2 separate regions of the Anser cygnoides genome follow, and region 1 is linked to region 2. The links are chromatin contacts, called in public Hi-C maps. All regions are on one chromosome and are shown on one strand. The core of a region is the stretch at or near the end of the contact, and the rest is flanking DNA. Distances in the headings are between cores, read along the strand shown. Region 1 overlaps MAML3 (mastermind like transcriptional coactivator 3). Region 2 overlaps MAML3 (mastermind like transcriptional coactivator 3).

Region 1 (4,337 bases), core at 588-3,087, 100 kb after region 2:
GCTAGAAAACTTGCTAACTTACCAGTTTTATTTTTTCTGCTGTAATCCTCTAGCAGTTACCCAATTGCAAACACAGCAGCAGAAGTGGATCCATATCGAAATCCTAACAGACAATTTTGGGGTGTAATAGAAAAGTGAATTGCGAGTTATAGGAGGAAAAAAAAAAACAACAGTAACTGGCTACGCCTTCCTCCTGCCATTGATTCATTTCAGCTGGTGAGAAGTTATGAGCTGGGAACTGCACGACTGCTATCACTGGTGGTGTGTCAGAGGATCCTTCTCCAGTTTCACCGAACCCATTTCAACTCCTGCTGCTGTTACAAAAGCATCATAAAAATAGCAGCAAAACTGTGCTTTTTGAAGCAAGCAGCGCAGAAAAATATCCTTCACAAAAGCAAAGTTTGCAGCATGCTGTAATTAAGCTCACATCCTGACAGTGGGAGCATGAAGTTTTGTTCTAAATATAGCAGAAGCCTCTCCGATGTACAGCCCCCTTTTTAATGCAAGATTTACAAAATTAGTCATTACATGCCAGCAGCCTCCTAGGAATTCTTGAAAAAATATTGGGGGTTTTAATGTAGGGAGCTTTACAGCAGGGATTGAGGGCAATCTCTGTCAGGAAACAAATTATTTGGGTTTGCTACTACCTACACAGCTCTTGCAGGAGGGCAGGCACTACACAAGGGCAGGAAGACGCAGCCCCTGCCAGGACTGACAGTGTCAGCAGACAGAAGCGCACACCGAGCATCGCAGGCAGACAAATCCCTTGGCTTTTCCCCTAGCATCGATCTCCCCTCCCAGCTTTCAGGAGCTGTTTCACATGGCACTTTCCCTTTAGCTGGCAACCCAGCTAAGACACCATCAGCTTTGGGTTGTCTTTGTTTAATTCAGTCTAAAGCAGAGATTTAAGCCAGCTCAAGCTAGTTCATCCTAAAATGCAGTGTGAGACCAAGTTTAAACTGAGTTTGGAAACCGTGTTCTTAGACAGTTGTTGTTGAAATAGATCAGGCCCAAATCCTGATCCTAACTGCATCAGCTGATAGCAGAATAATTACCGATTTCCACAAAGAAACCGTCCTGCAATTCCAGAGAAACGAGATTGTGGCCTGTGTTTTCTCTCTGTTTTTCTGGTTCAGGTTGCAGACCTCGTCCTGAGTCCTGCACCACCTCTGCAGTGGGAAGAGAAGAGGACTGAAGCTCCCGGCTCACCCTCCACGGCGATGCCCGTGCTGCAGGAGCTCCTTGGGCATGAGCTGTTACAGAGGGGGACCTGGCTTGCAGGTAACATGGCACAAGGCAGAGCAAGCGTTTCCAGCAAGGTGTGCGCTGCAACTGCTTCAGACAGCTGCAGCAGCTCCGAAGCAGCTGGGTAAACTCCTATAAAAATAGAAACAGGCTCCCAGCAAAATCCATTTTTGATTGAGTCCAGCCTACCCCTTCTCTGCACTCTGTAAGCTGAGCCTCTGGCAGCTCCAAGCAGGGCTCGGGGGGCTGCGTGCAGTTCCACGTACTGGTGCAGCACCTAGGCGAGCTCGGCACGGGCAGAAGCCAGCATTTCAGCTGGGAAGGTCTCGGAGCCCCTCGGCTCCAGGCGCGCTGACCAGCCAGGCCACACTGAACCTAAAGGTGGGTGGAGGAACGTGGGGATAGCACGGTGCTACCACCGAGGGCTGGTGCACAAGAGAAGCCTCGTGCCCCGGTCTGCACTGCCCCAGACGATCCCAAACACAGCTGTACCTCCCTTTCTACCCTCTCCTGCCCAGTATTTAATCTGTATAAACCTCTCCCCTACTGCAGGTACCAAAACTCACACGGAAAAGCAAGCTACTTCATAGCCTGTATCAACTCCCTTTAAAATTAGGATTAAAACCTCCCAAACACTGTTTTGCAAGAGGCTCCAGACTGTGCCTGGAAGCTCTGAACATGTAACAGGGAGCAAATCCACCATTTACCCAAGGCTGTTTTCCTTGTGGTTTTTTCAGTAGCATGCATGCATGCCTTCACTGTTTACTGTCAGCAATTTCCAACATGCTGACACGGCTAAAAGTGACCACAAAGCCAATGCGAGCAGGCGAAGGGAAGAAACACACGTAGAAACATCAGGAGGTGCAGGCTCAAACTTTGCGCTTCAGCCGCGGTAACTACCAAGGTAACCTGGCTATCGCAGGGAGGAACGTGATTAGCACGACTTGGAGCAGCCTCACCTTTTTCCTCCTTTTTCATTAGCCAATGGAGCTTTGTTCCTGAGGTTTCTATTTTTGTGGCTGACGCATGCAAAGAGCGAAGGAGAGCGCCTTTCGCACTACGAGTGTTATATTTCTTTCCCTGCTATTGGCTCGCTCAGGGTGCCTGGGTTGTTTTTCCAGCAGCTTCATGAACTTCTCCTCCCCGGTTTAACTCCAAGAGCAACTTTTGTTTTCTATTTGCTTATTTTTAGGCAGCAATTGAAAGCTAGGTGAACAATGCAGTGCCTGGGAATGATCAATAAAGACTTTATAAACCATCACGAAGTTGAGCTTGCCATGCCTTTGAGGTACTGGAACCTAAAATAATACATTCAGATATGTAAATACCTCTACCTGAATTTTAAAACACCCTGTGCAAAAGTAAAAATATTAATGAACCAGCCCAGGCACTAAATGCACCTCTTAAAGCTGAGCTTATGTAACAACTTGCTCCTGGTTTCACATGCAGAACTTGTCAAGCCCTTCTCCCCAGGATGCTCTTTCTTCTAGAACAGCAGATGGAAGAAACAGAACAAAGCCACATGGGCTGTTGTTCCCTGTAATTCCCAAGCTGATGCAGAGCTGTTGTTGTTTTTTTTTTTTTTTGTTTTTGTATTTTTGTTTTAGAAAATGGAAAGAACCAAATGAAGATTTTCTTACCATTCCACTGGAAATTGCCCATCTGTGTGGAAAAGCTTCTCTATAGTAACTTGTAACAATACACACAACAAGCTGCCCATTTAACAGAAGTTTCCATTCCTCCTTAAATTTAGACTTTCTCCATTGTTACATATGGGTAATGTTACAGGTGATGGACGCTGAGTACCCCAAATTCAAGGAAAACCTAAGAAACAAGCTGTTGATTGTACTTTAAAGCCTTGCTTGGAATTCTTTCCTTCTTTTCCAAACTTCCCTGGTTTTCCCTACATTGGTAGTATCTCCAACACTACTAGGCACATATACACCAGAACTAAAAGTCCTGGGGTCGGTTTATCTAAGACGAATGCACGTACCACCGAGCATCCAAACAAAAAGCACTGAAGAAGCACTGGCACCTGAGCGTGTCTTTAAATGCTGCAGCCAATTACAGATTTAATCCATATATTATGGCAGTGATATACTTAAGGACCAGCATTTTTGCAAGAGGTCCAGCATTTTGGTGGAGAAGAGAGACCGCTGAAGAAGACCACAAGGAAAGCTCATTCCTCCGTACGGTGAGCACATTGCTCCATCTCTCTGGGGGTTACCGGCTGGATCCTCCTCACCCGGAAAGTTTGCCCCTGCCTATGCCAAGGGCCGGGTAACACAGCCAGCGATGATGAAGCACTTGATGCCACGGAGCTGCTGGATGCCCGCGTCGTGGTGGTCGTAACTTGCGGGTGAGGAAACGGCACGACGGCATAGATCATGCCGCCTGCCCGTCCTGCACGGCTGTTTGGCTGGGATCAATACCTTCCCTGGCCGGGGGCCGACATCGCAGCCCACAGGATCAATCCGCAGGCAGGGTTTGATGGCTGTGCTGCTGCGAACTGCCTGCAGATCCCAGCGGTGATTTAAGGGCTGTGCTAAGAGCAGAGCTGTGACTCTGCTGACTGGGGGCAAGGCCCGCGCTGCCCGCAGTGACAGCCAGCCCAAGCCTTCCCTGGGCTGTGCACAGCCACCTCCGCCTGCTTACAAACACACAACCCAGACCATGACAAAGCAAGCGCGGCTGCAGGGCCCTGCCCCGATGTCCCAGGTGCGCCCCTGGCCCCAGAAAGCCCCCAGCCCACGCAGCACCCTGACACAAGCGCTGGGCAGTTAGAGAGAAGCCCCCCCGGATTCATTCCTTAAAATATCTTTTTCAAGGCCAGTAATTGCATGAGATTTGTCAGGTTTCGATTTTTTTTCCCCCTCCTCACAGCTGTTTTCAGTCCAAGAAACCAGAAAGACAGCAATAAAAATAACTGACCCTGATCATTTTCCTTTGTCCAAATCCCAATAATTGCAAATTTGGACTAGCTTCAATGCAAATACATATCACAGTAGAAAAATCACCATTTTTATTAATGTCCTCTGTAATTACGGGAGGTAAAATTATTTATGTAGCAAAATCCACCCAGAAGCCCTAAT
Region 2 (3,974 bases), core at 634-3,133:
GAAGGGCTGGTGCTGTACTGTACTGTAGTGCTCATGCCCTCATACCAGCATGTGCTGCAGAGCTCGAGACAAACAGATGTTGTACCTGCTCTGCTAGGATCTGCTGCTGCTGCTGCTGCCTCTGCTCTCTGAGAAACTGTTGTTTCTGCTGCTCTATCACATGGAGCTGGGCTCTCTGCTCAATCAGCATCTGCTTCATGATGGCTGCTTGCGGTTGGTTTCCCAGGAAGGGACCCCCAGAGCTCGTGCCTGTGACCACGCTGCTGGAGCCCGGTGGGACTGAAGGCTGCATAAGTGCTGTGCTCCGAGACAATCCCACTTGGTGCTGCTCCTGCACAAACAGAGAGAGAAGGCCTCGTTACTGAGGGCGCTCACGGGCTGGGGAAATTATGGTTGATTAACAATATGCCTTGAGTCTGTGGGCGAGGACTGGAGCTGGAAGAAAGTAAGAGTCCTTGCTTGTGGCCTGTGGCAGTGCCACACGCTGCCTGCTGCAGGTGGCAGGTTCCTCTGCTCTCACGTCGTAACCCAGAGTTCAAAGGCCCCTCGGATAAAGCAAGAGCACTTGACAATTTACTAATAATAAGATACCAGAATTGGGCACTAGGTTTATTTTCACTCAGGGTAAATAACTTGCGAGAGATGTTTTTCCAGGGTTTTCCTCCATCATCATGGGGATAATAAACCTCATTTCTCTCCCTTTCCACTTCCTTCCCTTTTCCCACACTGACACTGCCATGAAGGCCTCCGGGTTCAGGAGCTGAGGTTGTAGGCAGGCACAGCGAACAGCCCTAATTCCCCCTATATTGCACCAGAATCTCAGGATTCACCCACACAACGTGTTTATTTAAGATTTCCACCCCCCAGCTAAGGACCAAAAGCTTGTCACTGGAAGGAAGGACACGAGCACCTGTGATGCCACAGGTACCTTCTCCTAACCCCCCCCTGCTTTCTCTTCGCGCTCCCAGGGCGGTGCGCTGCCTCTTAGGGCTGGGAAAGGAAAACAAAAGGGAGCAGAGAAAGCCAGAGTCACTGCGGAAGCCCTCTCTTTCCGATCTTCCTCCCCCAGCCCGCGTTTCCCCGGCATCTCCCCGTGCTGCCGCCCGGCACGGCTCGGCTCGGCTCGGCTCGGCCCGCCGCCAGGGGCCGCTGCCGGACCGGGGCAGCACGGCTCGGCTCGGCACGGAGCCAGCGGGGCCGGCCTCGCTAATTGTCCCCTGGGGGTGGCTGCTCGTTAAGCACCCACCGCATGGGATGGGGATGGGGATGGGACGAAAAGGGCCTGCACCAGTGCGGGACCCGCTGTGGGAGGCAGTCCCGGGGCCAGGGCGGGCTCTTCTGCCCGGCTGCGGGCCTGAGGTGCGCCACAGCTGCGTGAAGTCATCTTGTGCCCTGTGCCACCCAGCCCAGCCAGCGGAAGGGTTAAAATGGAGCGCGGCCTGGGAAATGAGGATCAGCCTTTCCGCGCCAAGGTCAGGTTTTCAAGGACCCTTTTGAGGTAATAACAAGAAAATACAATTTGTCCGCATCTCTACTTCGCGCCGCTAATTCCCGAAGGGCTCCCCGCTGAGAGGCAGCTCTCCAGTATTCGGCTGCTTTGCCTTCCCAACATACGCGTCCCCCGGTCTGAAAGTTTCCTCCCCACCCCAACAGTCTTCCCACATCTCCCCCCTTTCCCTCCTCACACCACACTTGGTGGGCTCGTGGCCCCGACGCTCCCCCCGCTGCCCTCACCCCGCCACGGGCCCCGGGGGACGCGCACCACCCGCAGGCTGCCCGCTGAGGATCCTTCCTACCCCCGTCCCCCCCCGGCTCCTGATGAAGTCATCAGGCTGGGGATTGCATAACCGCTGCACAGGACTATCTTGTGTTATACTGGGAGACCGGCCAACTGCTTCCATTTATAGACAGCAGCGAGGCCGCGCTGCCAAGTAATGGAACCTCTGCTGCAGCTACTACAAGGGAAAGGAACCGGGGGGGGGCGGTTCGGGAGCCGGAGGTGGCACCCGCAGGGGCTCCCCCAAGCCTCCGTGCTCAGCTGCCACCGGGGCTGCAGCCCCAAACCCGGCTGAATCTGCCTCGAAAGAGCCTTACTGCAGAACTTGTGTCCTGGCTTGCTGTGCACACACGTGGAAACAGCGCAGGCACAAACTCATCCCGCGATACCGCCGCAGCTCGGTCCTGCATGGCGTTACGCCACACGCTGTTAGCTCCCGGGTCGGAAAGGGAAGAAAGCCCCGAAGGAAGCCCCGCCAGCTGACACGAACCCGCGCGCCGTGCAGCAGCTGGAGGAAATATGAAGATTAGCACGGAGGTGTTACTTCCAGAGCGGCGCGTTCAGCCATTTCTGGGTACAAGAGTTTGCCTATGCACAGCAAAAGCTTCCTGTTTCCAGTTTTAATAACAGATTTAAGGCCAGGCGTTCTTCATCAAGCCAGAACACCACCCTCCTGCCCGGAATATTTCTGCTCCTTTCCATTTTTTTTGGCCAAAGCTCTTCCCAAACAATGATGAAAGGCCCCACTGACATCACCGGCAGCAGCCCTGGGTTGTGTGTCCCCAAAACAGGAGTGCAGCCCGGGCAGAAAGCCCCTGCCAGCAGGAAAACGCTCCCTTGTGTCCAGGAGCAGAGCTCCTTACCAAGAGCACCTCTGCAGCGGGCACTGCTGCTGCGTGGTGGCCGTGCCTGGTTCCAAACCCGCAGGGATCCCCGTGCTCCCCGCAGTCTCGGCGAACCCCTTCCAACACAGCCCAGGGACAGGATCGAGTGCTCTGCACCTGGGAGTAAGACCGGATTTAGAAAGAGTCGAGCTTCCATTCGTGGAGCCAAGAAAGAGGCAGAATTTCCAACTGGTCTGCATGACACGTCTGGGCAGGTTTTCGTAGCTGTAGAGCACCCAGTAAGCAGAACTTCTGTAGGGACCTAGCTGCTTCATCAGCACCTCTGCCCACATTATTTCTAAGGATCTGCCAGAGTGAGGGGTCCTCCTCAGAGTTCAGGGTGGTGTGTGTGTACAGTTACGCACACCAAACGCAAGTGACCTCAAAAAGGGGACAAAGGGGAGGGAAAAAAAGTATTTTCCTCTTTGTCTCAAATCTTACACGTGCCTCTTCCTTATCATTCAGCAATTTGCTCCTTCTGCATGACATCCATTCTCCCCCAACCACAGCTAAAAGCGGTCACACCGTTTTCTGCCAGGACCAGCAGAAGGACCGCCAGATGATGCCCTCCAGCCCTCAGACATTGCCAGCTCACACCACTTCTGCTGGAGGCGCAGGGAGCAGAGTGGGACCCCAGGGACCAGAAATCAACAGGAGTGGGTATGCCACCTCGAGGGACAAGGTGTTCTCCAAAAAACAAGGACTTTAAAGTGGCATCTTAACATGCAAAACACACAATCGGACATGAGCTCGCTGTGCCATTCTGTGGTATGTGAAATAATGCAATCCCTGAATATACAAAGAGCAGAAGAGCAAACAGAAGCCAGGAGGTGGCTTACCCTGCATACTGCATTAGTAGAACGATACTAGAAAAATGTGTACAGTCAGGCACCTACATTTTAGAGCCAGAGCAGAAAAAGAAGACAAAAATGATTTGAGGCAGAAAGTATCTTCCAGTGAGAGACTTAAAGAGCTCAATCATTTAGCTTACCTCAAAGAAAACTGAGAGACGCTTTGACCATGGCATATAAAAATACCTTCACGAGGGAAGAAATCCTTTAAAGAGTTCTTTTATCTAGTGAAGAAGGCAAAGCCAGATACAAGGGCTGGAAGCCAAAGACAGATTCAAATCAGAAAGAAGAATCACATTTTTACACCATGATTTCATTACCCACCAGAAATGGCAGATCTCCACTCTCTGATGTCTTCAAAGATGACAGCCTTTCTGGATAAACGCAACTTAGTGGTGCAGCCAACTGGCCTGTGACGTACGAGACACCGCAGAGCTACCTGACCTCACCTCTGTGCAGCTC

Evidence for each region. A called contact is a pair of places that touch in the nucleus more often than the background predicts.
Region 1: a Hi-C map of liver shows a contact between it and region 2, with 2.4 times the contacts expected there. The contact joins two enhancer-like sites. A contact is called at or near these places in 3 of 7 Hi-C or Micro-C datasets (granulosa cells and liver).

The regions. Positions count from the first base shown.
Region 1 is chr4:41,096,309-41,100,645 of Taihu_goose_T2T_genome, forward strand. The region is part of intron 1 of MAML3 (mastermind like transcriptional coactivator 3); the gene reads right to left. Among named protein-coding and RNA genes, the nearest start is that of MAML3, 110 kb to the right of the region's middle. Within about 2 kb of position 1,838, at least 1 of the 3 cell types and tissues checked has open chromatin away from gene starts, as enhancers often do. A contact at or near this core is called in liver, where this site is marked.
Region 2 is chr4:40,995,803-40,999,776 of Taihu_goose_T2T_genome, forward strand. It overlaps MAML3 (mastermind like transcriptional coactivator 3), which reads right to left. Exons shown (of 5, transcript XM_048074966.2): 3 at 86-331. Among named protein-coding and RNA genes, the nearest start is that of MGST2, 24 kb to the left of the region's middle. Within about 2 kb of position 1,884, at least 3 of the 3 cell types and tissues checked have open chromatin away from gene starts, as enhancers often do. A contact at or near this core is called in liver, where this site is marked.